Regions from separate parts of the Mus musculus genome. Here regions 1 and 2 are each linked to region 3. A link is a contact called in public HiChIP or PLAC-seq data. All regions are on one chromosome and are shown on one strand. Each heading gives the region's core, a stretch centred on a gene start, on an enhancer-like site or on the middle of the called end of the contact. The rest is flanking DNA. Distances are from core to core; before and after follow the strand shown. Region 1 overlaps Rptor (regulatory associated protein of MTOR, complex 1). Region 2 has its middle 20 kb from the start of 2810410L24Rik. Region 3 holds the start of Chmp6 (charged multivesicular body protein 6).

Region 1 (3,200 bases), core at 158-2,657, 270 kb after region 3:
AGAATGATGGAATAAAGTAAAACTCTACCTTATCCTGCAGGTCCATCTAAGATCCCACTGTGAGAATCAATTTCACTCTCTTCAGAACAGCTTCATGACCTCAAGATCCAAAGCAATGGAGAATATACAGGGGAGGGTGGCTGAAAATATGAAATATGAAATACTAAAGTAGTGCCTGGTTGACAGTGGTGACAAAGCTGACTGCACTGAAGCATCAGGTGTTTGTTTATACAGGACCAAGACAAACACACTTAAGATAGAGAGCATTGATTGCATCGCCAGCTCACTGTTTATATACCACCAGCTTACTATGGTCCATACTTAAAAAGGAAGAAAAAGAAAAAACGAAAGACAAAATCCATAGGGAAAAGAACAAAACACAAACAGGTGATTCCCCAAGAAGAAAGCTCAAGTGGGCAGCATCCACAAGGCCTGCCTGAAAGATCGCATGCAGCTCAAGGGATAAGAAGAGCTTTCCGTGCAGCCTCAAGGACCGGCAGGTACAGGGGCGCCCGAGGGCTGGAGCTTTCTGGACATGGAGCAGCTACCGATGCCTCGGGCGAAATTTCGTCAGCAACAGTTTGGCCTAGAAGAGTCCACACTGCACAGCTCCATTCCAGGAACAGCAACCACATACTGAGAGCCTATCTGCAAAGGTGCAGCTGCTCGGTGCAATGGTTCCTGAGAAAATAAACGTGCACCCGCAGGCCAGGCTACTGCACTTCCTAACAAAGAAATGAAAACTAACATTCAGAGAAAAAAGTACATAAGTGCTCGCAGCAGCTTTATTCATGACTGAAGCAACCCAAATGTCCTTCGGTGAATAAGCAGTTACACAACGGCAGTTTCATCTACGCCACAGACAATACTTGGCAATAAGAGGGACAAATGATGTGCAATGTGGATGAAACTCTGGGGAATTCAAGAGTGAAAAAGCCAACTGCAAAAAGTGAGATGCTACACCGCTCAGCTACACAACATTCTTGAAATGACAAACGACCCATGCCTGCCCAGCTGAGAAGCGTGTGCAACTGAGAACAAAGAGGGCTCTGGAGTGGATTGCCAATGTCTGTGTCAAGACCAGGGCTGTGACGCTATGGGACAGCTTTTGGCTTAAGGCTTTGGTTTGAGATGGTCTCATTGTATAGTTCACATTGGCCTGAATTCCCAATCTTCCTGCCTCGGCCCCATCAGTGCTGAGCTGCCCCCATAGCTGCTGCCACACTAGCTTCCCAGTCGAGAAGAAAGGTGCACAGGGTTTTCACTGTTGGTTAAACTGTATGACTCTCTAGCCATCTTAAATAAAAAGCTTATTTTAAAATAGAGAAGTGGTTGATCTTTCCTATTTGCATAGCTGTAAACTGAAGCATGATTAGTGACTAAGCCTGTGCCCAGTGACAACTTAGTGATGAGTGACAACTCCCAACACCAGAGCTCTGGCAGCATCAGTGAAATAGGGACCAAACTACAAGACACATTAACCACCGTCGGTAAAACATCACTCACTTCTTTTAAAGTCACTAGGCCGGGTACGGGAGAGTGTGATACCAGCACTGGGGGGAATGAGGCAAAATGGTCACAAATTTAGTTAATGTTATAAGACTCCTTTAAAAGAAGAAGAAAGGAGGAGGAGGAAGAGGAGGAAGAGGAGGAGGAAAAGGAAGAAGAGGAGGAGGAGGAAGAGGAGGAAGAGGAGGAGGAGGAGGAAGAAGAAGAAGAAGACAACGACGACGACAACGACCACCACCCTGCTCAACTGGTGTTTTGCTTAGCACCCACCTAAGAATGGATCACAACAGGAACAAGTTAGGAAACTTGAGAAGTCACAATGAGCCAGTTTAACACATCTCTGAAACTATCCCTAACCTAATGGTGACATTTCTGTTGCAGTGGGCAGCACACAGTCAGGCATCAAGAATCTGTCAACCCCACAGGCTTTTATTCTGCAGCCACAAAATTGTGTCATCAGCAGCCCAGCTCCTGGGGCAATTTTCTGCTTCTTTGCCTCTTCCATTCAAAGACTAGCTCATTATTTTGTTTAATGACTATTATCTAAATTTATGAAGACTGAGAAAATTACTTTAACTACTTTTGTAATGCAAATATATTTTATAGGTTCTTAATATTTAATTACAATTCATTGGTGCTCTCACTAAAGCAACTCCCAGGCAGCATTTAGTGTCGACACAGAACATCAGCTAGGGAAGTTCGGTTCTAGCCCATTACTTCACACAAAATTCTAAAGAATTCTAAAGTTTTTTCTTCCCCAATATATCTGCTACTTCTCTCAGTGAGAACAACTTAGCACACATCCGTGCGAGCTAGTGCGACTGTCTGACGGGGTGACACACATTTGCTGACTCCTCTGTGCCTTAGAGTGAGACAGCAATGCATATGGAAGTCAGTCAGGCGCTACCTGGAGCCAACGTGAACCACCCACTGCAGCTGCAGTGGCTTCTGGAAAGCTCCCTCCCCTACAGGAAGGTTGGCTCACCAAGCCCCAACTACATACAACACAGACATGCTGAACCCCCTTGCCTGCCTTCTGTAGCCAAGAGTTCTGGTACAAGCCAGGCAGAGATGTACCCATGACAAGCACCCAGCTAAGTCTCTAAGGAACCTTTTAGGGTGACCCCACTTCATGTGTGTGGCCCTAACTTACTGCTGGGAAGCTTTGAGCCGTTCTAGGTGACTACACGGGAAGAGCACCCTAGGAAGTTCATGGCTGACTTGCTGCATGACCTCACCATACACACCTGGTCCCCAGGCTGGTTTTATCCACCATCCTCTCACTAACAGTAAACCAGCCCACTGTGTCTTTAGGGAATCATCAAATCGAGGAATAAAGGGCTGAGAGGTCTTAGAAACTTGGATCCAACACCATAACTGTACAACAAGCAATAATCAACTTCCTCACCATCGCTCCTAAAACTCTTCAAAAGAGGCAGCAGCCCCAGCAATTACCAGCTTCCCACTCAGTGCACGTTAACGCTGATTACAAAGCACACCTGCCGCTAGATCTGACGCTCTGGGTAATGCACAGCTGTAGGACTACTCCTCATCTACTTCAATGTCTCCTTGATAGGTTTCTCTTGGCTTGACAAGAAGACAAATTAGATTTTAAATTATTTTCAATTTTACTCAACAGAGTCCATAGGTCAGATGGTCTGGGTAAAAGTGAAAGTATTCTTGTGGAATGA
Region 2 (3,584 bases), core at 378-2,877, 300 kb before region 3:
ATCTGAATTGGAGCACAGAGTTTAAGAAGAGAACAGACCCCAGCAAGTTGTTCTCTGAGCTCCACACACTCTATTACACACCCCCATAAATAAATGAGAGAAAAACTGTGGCTTTACGTATATATGTAAATAAATTTATACAATTCACATTTTAGCCATTTTAAGAGATGTGTGTGTGTGTGTGTGTGTGTGTGTGTGTGTATATTTGTTTTGGCCAGGGCAGGGCTCGAGAGACAGCTCGACAGTTAAGACGCAAGCACTTTTACCTAGTGCACCCCCTGACCAAGCTCCCCTTTTAACCTCTCTCTCTCTCTCTCTTTCTCTCTCCCTTTCCTTAATTCCTCTATCTACCCCCCCCCCAACCCCCAGTGCTAAGAATGGAATGGAACCTGAGTGTGGCTTCATTCATAGGAAGTAAGCTGCCTATCCCTGAGCTACATCCCAGATCTACATTTTTTTTTGTTTTATTTAGTTTTTAATCAAAAAGTTTGAAGAACAGGGGGTTGGAGAGGTGGCTCAGCACTTAAGAGCACTGGCTGCTCTTCCGGAAGCCCCGAGTTCAGTTCTGAGCAACCACATGGCAGGTCACAATCTGATGCCCTCTTCTGGTGTCCAGACATACGTGCAGACAAAGCATTTGTGTACATAAAATACATAAATAAACTTTAAAAAAAATTTGAGGGGGCTGCAGAGATGGCTCAGCGGTTAAGAGCACTGACTGCTCTTTCAGAGGTCCTGAATTCAAATCCCAGCAACCACATGGTGGCTCAACCATCCATAATGAGATCTGACACCCTCTTCTGGGATGTCTGAAGACAGTACTTACATATAAAAATAAATAAATAAATCTAAAAAAAAATTGAAGGACATAAAAGATTGTAAAGGACAGGAAGCATCCAGGTGTGCAGTCTCCCCCCACCCCCCACCCCCCACCCCACCCCCCAGGAATGCCTATCAGCACGATGGTATACTTGGCTTTGCTAGCGATGGTACGCAGCCCACCTGAGTGGCTCAGGATTTTGAAGATTTTTTTTCCTTTGCTTCCTTGTGTCCTGTGTTCCACATGATCCCCCTGTGGTCATCTTCTAGGTTGCCACCTCCTTCAACCCCCTCACTGCAGGCTCTGTGCTGGATTCCAGGCCAGCCGTGGTGAACCAGTCCCTGGGTGCCTTCCTTCATAACTTCTTGTATGGGTTGAGCTTGGCAGATTGCATCCTCGTGGTAAAGCTGCTGGGTGTCAACGCTGAGTCTCTGGGGTGAATGTGACTGGACAGAGGCCCTGAGAAGTCTTGCCAGCTTGTCTCATACCTACATGGGAGGACTGGGACTGGCGCTTAAAAGAAAGTGCAGGCCACTGGTCACAGCTCCCAGGAGAGCAGTCTCCTGTATACTATAGCACAGCCTTGGCTTGGCTCTTGCAAGCAGAAGTCCACACCCAGTCTTGCCCACTGAGAAGCAACGGAGCAGGGTGCCTAGACTTCAGGAATGTGTGCCTACGGTGGTGGGAAAGCTCTGTGTACTCCCTGAGTGTATTGATGGACATGCAATTAACCCGCCTGTGGTTATGTGGGCAACTGAACTGGAACGGGAAGTTAGTGTAGAAACTGGGGCCTTTCAAGTTATGACAAATTCACCAAACACACGAACCCATGAACAGGGAGAGTGGCGTGGCCTCTGTCAGAGAGCTGAGTCTGCTTCAGCCCAGCGGACAAAGCCCCTTCTAGCCTTTCTTTGAGGCCAGGGCCCAGACCCGTTCCCTGTAGAGGCAGTTCGGGTTTAGTAAGACTCTAGCAGAGAGACTCTAGTGTAGGTCTCCTGCAGACACTGGTGAGTCTTTTAGTGTCAACACTTTTTGCTATTCTTTTCGGACTCCAGATGCTAGAATAGGCTTGAAGCTGCTAAAAACCCCATCAGGAACCCGGCTGGTCCCTGACAGGAGAGTAAATTCTGGAACCCCCCAAGCTCTCCTGGTGTGGCAATACCTAGGGACTTGTGTTTGTGTGGGAAAAATGGACCTGAACTGGTTATAAGGACCCAAGCTCACTCGACTGCTATTGTCTTTTTTTTTTTTAACATTTTATTTCTTTAATGTCTGAGTGCTCTGCTGCATATACATCCACCTGCCAGAAGAGGGCAGCAGATCCCCCCTTATAGATGGTTGTGAGCCACCATGTGGTTGCTGGGAATTGAACTCAGGACCTCTGGAAGAGCAGTCAGTGCTCTTATCCACTGAGCCATCTCTCCAGCCCGACTGCTCTTGTCTTAAGTTGTATGGGAAGGAAGGTTTTATGATTGTCTGAGACCTAGGTGTCATGATAGCAGGAGAATCTCGAGTTTAGGTCCAGCCTGGGCTACACAATAAGGCAGTATCTCAAAATAAATAACTAATAAAATGGGCTAATGGGGCTGGTGAGATGGCTCAGTGGGTAAGAGCACCCGACTGCTCTTCCGAAGGTCCAGAGTTCAAATCCCAGCAACCACATGGTGGCTCACAACCATCCACAACAAGATCTGACTCCCTCGTCTGGAGTGTCTGAAGACAGCTACAGTGTACTTACATATAATAAATAAATAAATCTTTAAAAATAAAATAAAATAAAATAAAATAAAATAAAATAAAATGGGCTAATAACTACTAAAGTTGGAACCACAGCCTCCCAATAGGGGGATACGTACAGGAGATTGATTGAGGTAGGGCCTCTGCTCAGACCTCCTCTTGTCAGTAAGAATCTGAGCCTAAAAGGTCCTCCTCTTGCTTGAACCACTGACCGTTCCTGGTCTAGCACAGCTTTGAAGGGAGGCTTCAGCTGACCCCTGAGGATCTACATGAGTAGGAGAAGGTCTAACTCCAGTGCTCTCCAGCCAACTGAAGCTGTCCCTCCACAGCTGGACAGCTCTCCAAAAGGACTGAAGAAGAAATGTGATGAACAGAAGTAACCTGCTGCTATGGAGAAGCACCGAGTCCCTAAAGAGGGCTCCTACCTCTCTAGCTGGAGTAGGCCGGAGTTTTACCTTCTGAAAAGCCCCTGCTGCAGCTGCTCCCATTGCTCTTTAGGTAATGGCCTTGGTCTCTAGATTGAACCTGGATCCAAGCCCAGATGTCCCGAGAGACAGTTGCAGGCCTTGGGGGCTCATCATAAACATGGGTCCTGACTACTTTAGATTCTCTCTCTCTCTCTGGGCTACATAGTTCTAGAACAAGAAGTTTGGTGAGACATGAGCACACACACACAGACAGAAAGAGAGACAGACAGAGAGGCAGAGAGGCAGACAGAGACAGAGAGATAGAGACATACACACACAGAGAAGCAGACAGACAGACAGACACAGAGATAGACAGACAGAGAGACAGAGATAGACAGAAAAGACAGAGATGAAAAAGACAGACACAGATGGAGAAAGAGAGACAGAGACGTACACAGAGAGGCAGACAGACAGACACACAGATAGATAGAGAGACAGAGACAGACAGAGAGAAAAGACAGAGATGAAAGAGACAGACAGAGACGGAGAGTCAAAGACAGAGATGAGACAGACAGAGAGAAATAGCCAGAGATTGATTCTGAGACTGACATGGTGCCCCC
Region 3 (3,620 bases), core at 1,044-3,543:
CTTATTCAGACATTCGTTCCCCACCTGTAGCCCCTCCATCACCTTCATCTCGATCTGCGTGAACTCGATGCTCTGAACCTGAAAGCAGCAGCCAGGGGTCAGAAGCCCTGTTTGGCTCTGGACCAGCCGAGTGACGGGCTTCTGTCATTGGTCCTACCCTTCCTGGTCTCTGCTGTGGCGGCTGAGATCTACTGAGAATGTCCTGGAGGACATTCCAAGGGTGCTGACTGCCTTTCAGTGGCTCCAGCCAGCAGGGACAAACCAGGAAGCTCTTACCCCAGCTCTGGGAGTCACCAGCCTGACCTGTTCCCCACCTCCCACCCTGGGGAGGCCCATCCCCCAAGCACTCGGGTTCCCAGCAAAGGCTCCTGGCCACTGCCTACCATGGCTTCCAGGCTGCTGATCTGGTTTTCTGTCCTATCGAGCAGTTGCTCCCGGTACCTCTTCTTCTTGAGCAGCAGCTTGGCTCGTCTGCAGGGGAAAGCCACGGTGTCAGAGTTGGCCCTGGCTCAGCCCCAGGGAAGCACCCCCCCCACACACACACACACCATGCTAGCCCGGGGAAGGAAGTGCCCCTTACTCTTTCCTGCCATCCCGCAGCAGCTGCCTGGCCAGGGCCCGCTCCCTCTCCAGCTGCTGCGTGACCCTCTTCTGGTACTGCCTCAGTTTGTCCCTCTGCTGCTTCAGTTGCTGGGGAGAGAGCAAGAGTGCAGGCTGGTCAGCGGGTCCTTCTGCCAGGCGCTCACCAGCATGGTCAGGAAGGGCCAGGTAACCCTGCCCAGCAGTGGCCTCTGCCACCCAAAGATATGGAGCAACATCCAGAAACATCCCCAGCCTTACAATGCAGTTGCAACTGGCCTGCCCCAAGCCAAGGCCCACTGTGCCGAGGAGGAGACTTTCATCCTCTTCAGTCACAGGAGGATGAGGCTGTGATCAGCCTGAACTCTGTGGGTCACTGCTGTGGCCACCAGGCCCTGGGAGGCTCAAATGTAACAAAGGGTCTGAAGTTGACATCTTCTGCCTCCCCCTCCCCAGCCACTAGCCAAGTGCGCTCAGTCCTCCTGTTCAGCCCATTTCTGTTCTGTGTCCAAATGCCGACCCTTCAGGCGGAGCCATGATGAACAGGTACAGGCCCTGGGCACATGTCACACACAGAATGAAACCCTGAGGCAGACTATTTCAAGTGAAGGCCATGGGCACCTTTAAGGTTTAGTTAGTGAGAAACCATTCACCATAGACTGTAGGTTACCTAGGAGAACAGGCTAGCTGGGGAGCTCTGCTAGCGTGTTTTGTGTGTGTGTGTGTGTTTGAGCATGGGCCTGGGTGTGGTTCTGGGTCTCCCACCTTCACCCAGTGTCCTCTACAGGGTCTGCCCCACGGTGGGCATCAACTGCATGACAGAGAGTGCTCACTATTTCCACCCTTTAGGTTTGGAGACCTTGAGTTAGGCTACCCATGCTCTTCTCGGGTGGTTATTTCTGCCAGCTGTTTACAAAGCATCAGGCATCTTGCCTGGGGAGACAGGGGCACCAAATGGAGCTGCAGGATGGCCAGACTGTGCCTCTGGAGACCAAGCAATCTGAGCAGGTCAGGCAGTGGCAGCAGCAGCACCTGGAGCTAGGCACTTTCCTTCCTGGTGCCTGGCGCTCTGGGACTGTTCAGATGTGTGCTTGACAGTGGTGTCCTGAGCCTCCGAATTCCACAGAGGAGCAGACAAGGTGTGTCCTGTCCGCAGGACCCACCTCTGTGACAGTTTTACTTAGAGATGGAGGGCGGTGTCCTGAGACACGAGTGTCTCGGGGGCTTCCAGCTCACACAGAGGCTGCAGAGATGGGGGACGAGCACCCTTTCCCAGTAAGAATCACGCTGAGACTTTTAGTGAAAGCCACGCCCACGGGATCTTTATCTGGGGGCTTTTTCTAGGAACTTTCAATAACTTATGGCTTGGGATTCCAAGGCCAAGGCCACAGGCTTCCTTCCTGGCACCTTCTCTCACGGATCGGCGCTCAGCCCCGAGACACAATCCCGGTCTTTCCGGGCCGAGCCGGGGCTGGTCCAGGAGTCTGCAGCTGGGCGCGCCATGGCACCGGAAGCGCGGCCCGCTCCGCTTCCCGCCTCAGTTTCCCCCACGGGGCCCGGCCCCCTGCCCGCCGTAGGCCCCTCACCAGGATGGCCCTGTCCTGTTCGGTGACTCGGCTCTGCTTCTTGCGGCCGAACAGGTTGCCCATGGCGGCCCCGCGCCGGCCGGCCGAACCCGTCGCAGCCGCCGCTCTGCGGCCACCGTACTCCGCCCGACCTACGGCGGCCGCGCGGAGCCACGCGCCTCAGAACGCGAAGCAGCTTCGTCCCTAGCGCAGCGCACCGCTGGACTTACTAGGCGATGCGAACGCCCTCCCTCGGCCTTTCAGCTAATCAGATGGGACTGTGATTAATTCAGAGCACCTCACAGGAGTGAGCCTAAATCAGGCTTCCTGACTTTCAAAACCGCCCAGCCGACGCCCCCCTCCCCGCTGGCGCAGAACATACACACACCCAGTGTTTTGGACCTACAAGTGCTTGCTGAGAAGTGTGCACCAGCGTTCACCTGCCATTCGGCGCTGTCACCTTCGTCCCCTAGTTTCCTCACTGTGGACAGTCCTTAGGCTACCGTTGAGTCAGCCCGGTTGCTGGGACTGACACACTAACCCCAGGGATTCTCTGATCACACCTGCCCTCTGTAGGCCCTTGGTGAGTCAGGGGGCGGGGACAAGACACTCATGAGTGGGGCTCTACACCCTAACAGCCCCAAAAAGGGCGCCACTGTCCTGAATTCAATGCCTTTGCTAGGAGGGGAGTTCTCCTTCCCCACGGCAATCATCCGGGTAATATCCCTTCGGGAGGCAGACAGTACAAGCAGCTGGGCCAATTACTAAGCATTCTTGTTCATTTACACCTTTCTGAACGAAGGGCTCAGTCTTAGCCTCAGGCTCAACACATTATGAATCCAGTAAAGCCAGTGGCTATCCCTCGGCAGGCAGCTTCTTCTGATTCCTGAACTGCCTGCATTTTCCCTTCCCCCACCCCCAACTCCTTCAGTAAACAAGGGCAGAAGGCATGGAGGGGGCTTTCCGGTGTCGCAGCAGTGGCTCTTGTGACTCCTTAGGCATAAGAGGCTCCCAGTCTTGACTTGGTTTTAAGAACAGCACGAGAGGCTGAGAGTAAAGTCCATGGTAAGGACTTGGGGCAGGCTCTGGCTACCAGACCTAGGGTTCTAGCTCCTTCTGTCACTTAGAAGCAGTTTCTAGAGGTTGGTTTTTTTGTTTTGATTTGATTCCAAGGGGCCTTCTAACTAGCCAGGAACCCTTTATCCCAGGGTTCTCTGTACAGTCAGCTGCCCTAATCGGGCTCAGCCACTGACTTTGATGGTTAGCTGTCATATCTTAGTCTCCAATGCTCTGTGGGCCAACTGGCCCCATAAAATCGCAGTAATGGTACCCTGTCCCTGTGGTCAACATGACTATAAAGGGCAGTACTGGGGCAGAACTTACTAGAAGGCTGGAGCTTCCGACCTGTGTGGTTCTCATGCCCTAACCAAGGGCATGTTCAGGGGTGTGGGACAGAGGTCTTGTGCAGGTCCAGGG

Evidence for each region. HiChIP or PLAC-seq counts read pairs in DNA pulled down with a chosen protein or histone mark.
Region 1: an H3K4me3 HiChIP or PLAC-seq map of bone marrow-derived macrophages shows a contact between it and region 3, with 4 times the contacts expected there. The contact joins the enhancer-like site here to the promoter of Chmp6 in region 3. A contact is called at or near these places in 5 of 39 promoter capture datasets (the SN4741 cell line, embryonic stem cells, liver and 2 more), 4 of 15 datasets of contacts at CTCF or cohesin (the NIH/3T3 cell line, embryonic stem cells and large pre-B cells), 49 of 484 Hi-C or Micro-C datasets (B cells, the G1E-ER4 cell line, the HL-1 cell line and 30 more), 9 of 115 datasets of contacts at active chromatin or transcription factors (bone marrow-derived dendritic cells, bone marrow-derived macrophages, differentiating embryonic stem cells and 4 more) and 3 of 9 other capture datasets (adipose tissue, macrophages and pancreatic islet).
Region 2: a FOXA1 HiChIP or PLAC-seq map of pancreatic cancer cells shows a contact between it and region 3. The contact joins the enhancer-like site here to the promoter of Chmp6 in region 3. A contact is called at or near these places in 1 of 39 promoter capture datasets (cranial neural crest), 14 of 484 Hi-C or Micro-C datasets (all in embryonic stem cells), 5 of 115 datasets of contacts at active chromatin or transcription factors (embryonic stem cells, microglia and pancreatic cancer cells) and 1 of 9 other capture datasets (embryonic stem cells).

The regions. Positions count from the first base shown.
Region 1 is chr11:119,638,373-119,641,572 of GRCm38.p6, reverse strand. The region is part of intron 1 of Rptor (regulatory associated protein of MTOR, complex 1); the gene reads right to left. Among named protein-coding and RNA genes, the nearest start is that of Rptor, 37 kb to the right of the region's middle. Within about 2 kb of position 1,407, at least 16 of the 459 cell types and tissues checked have an H3K27ac peak or open chromatin away from gene starts, as enhancers often do. A contact at or near this core is called in bone marrow-derived macrophages, where this site is marked.
Region 2 is chr11:120,207,589-120,211,172 of GRCm38.p6, reverse strand. No RefSeq gene overlaps it. Among named protein-coding and RNA genes, the nearest start is that of 2810410L24Rik, 20 kb to the right of the region's middle. Within about 2 kb of position 1,627, at least 37 of the 459 cell types and tissues checked have an H3K27ac peak or open chromatin away from gene starts, as enhancers often do. A contact at or near this core is called in pancreatic cancer cells, where this site is marked.
Region 3 is chr11:119,912,483-119,916,102 of GRCm38.p6, reverse strand. It overlaps Chmp6 (charged multivesicular body protein 6), which reads right to left and starts at 2,293. Exons shown (of 8, transcript NM_001085498.2): 1 at 2,166-2,293; 2 at 581-690; 3 at 384-471; 4 at 1-78. The coding sequence starts at 2,228. Gm39485 (a long non-coding RNA gene) reads left to right here and starts at 2,291. Exons shown (of 3, transcript XR_003949830.1): 1 at 2,291-2,727.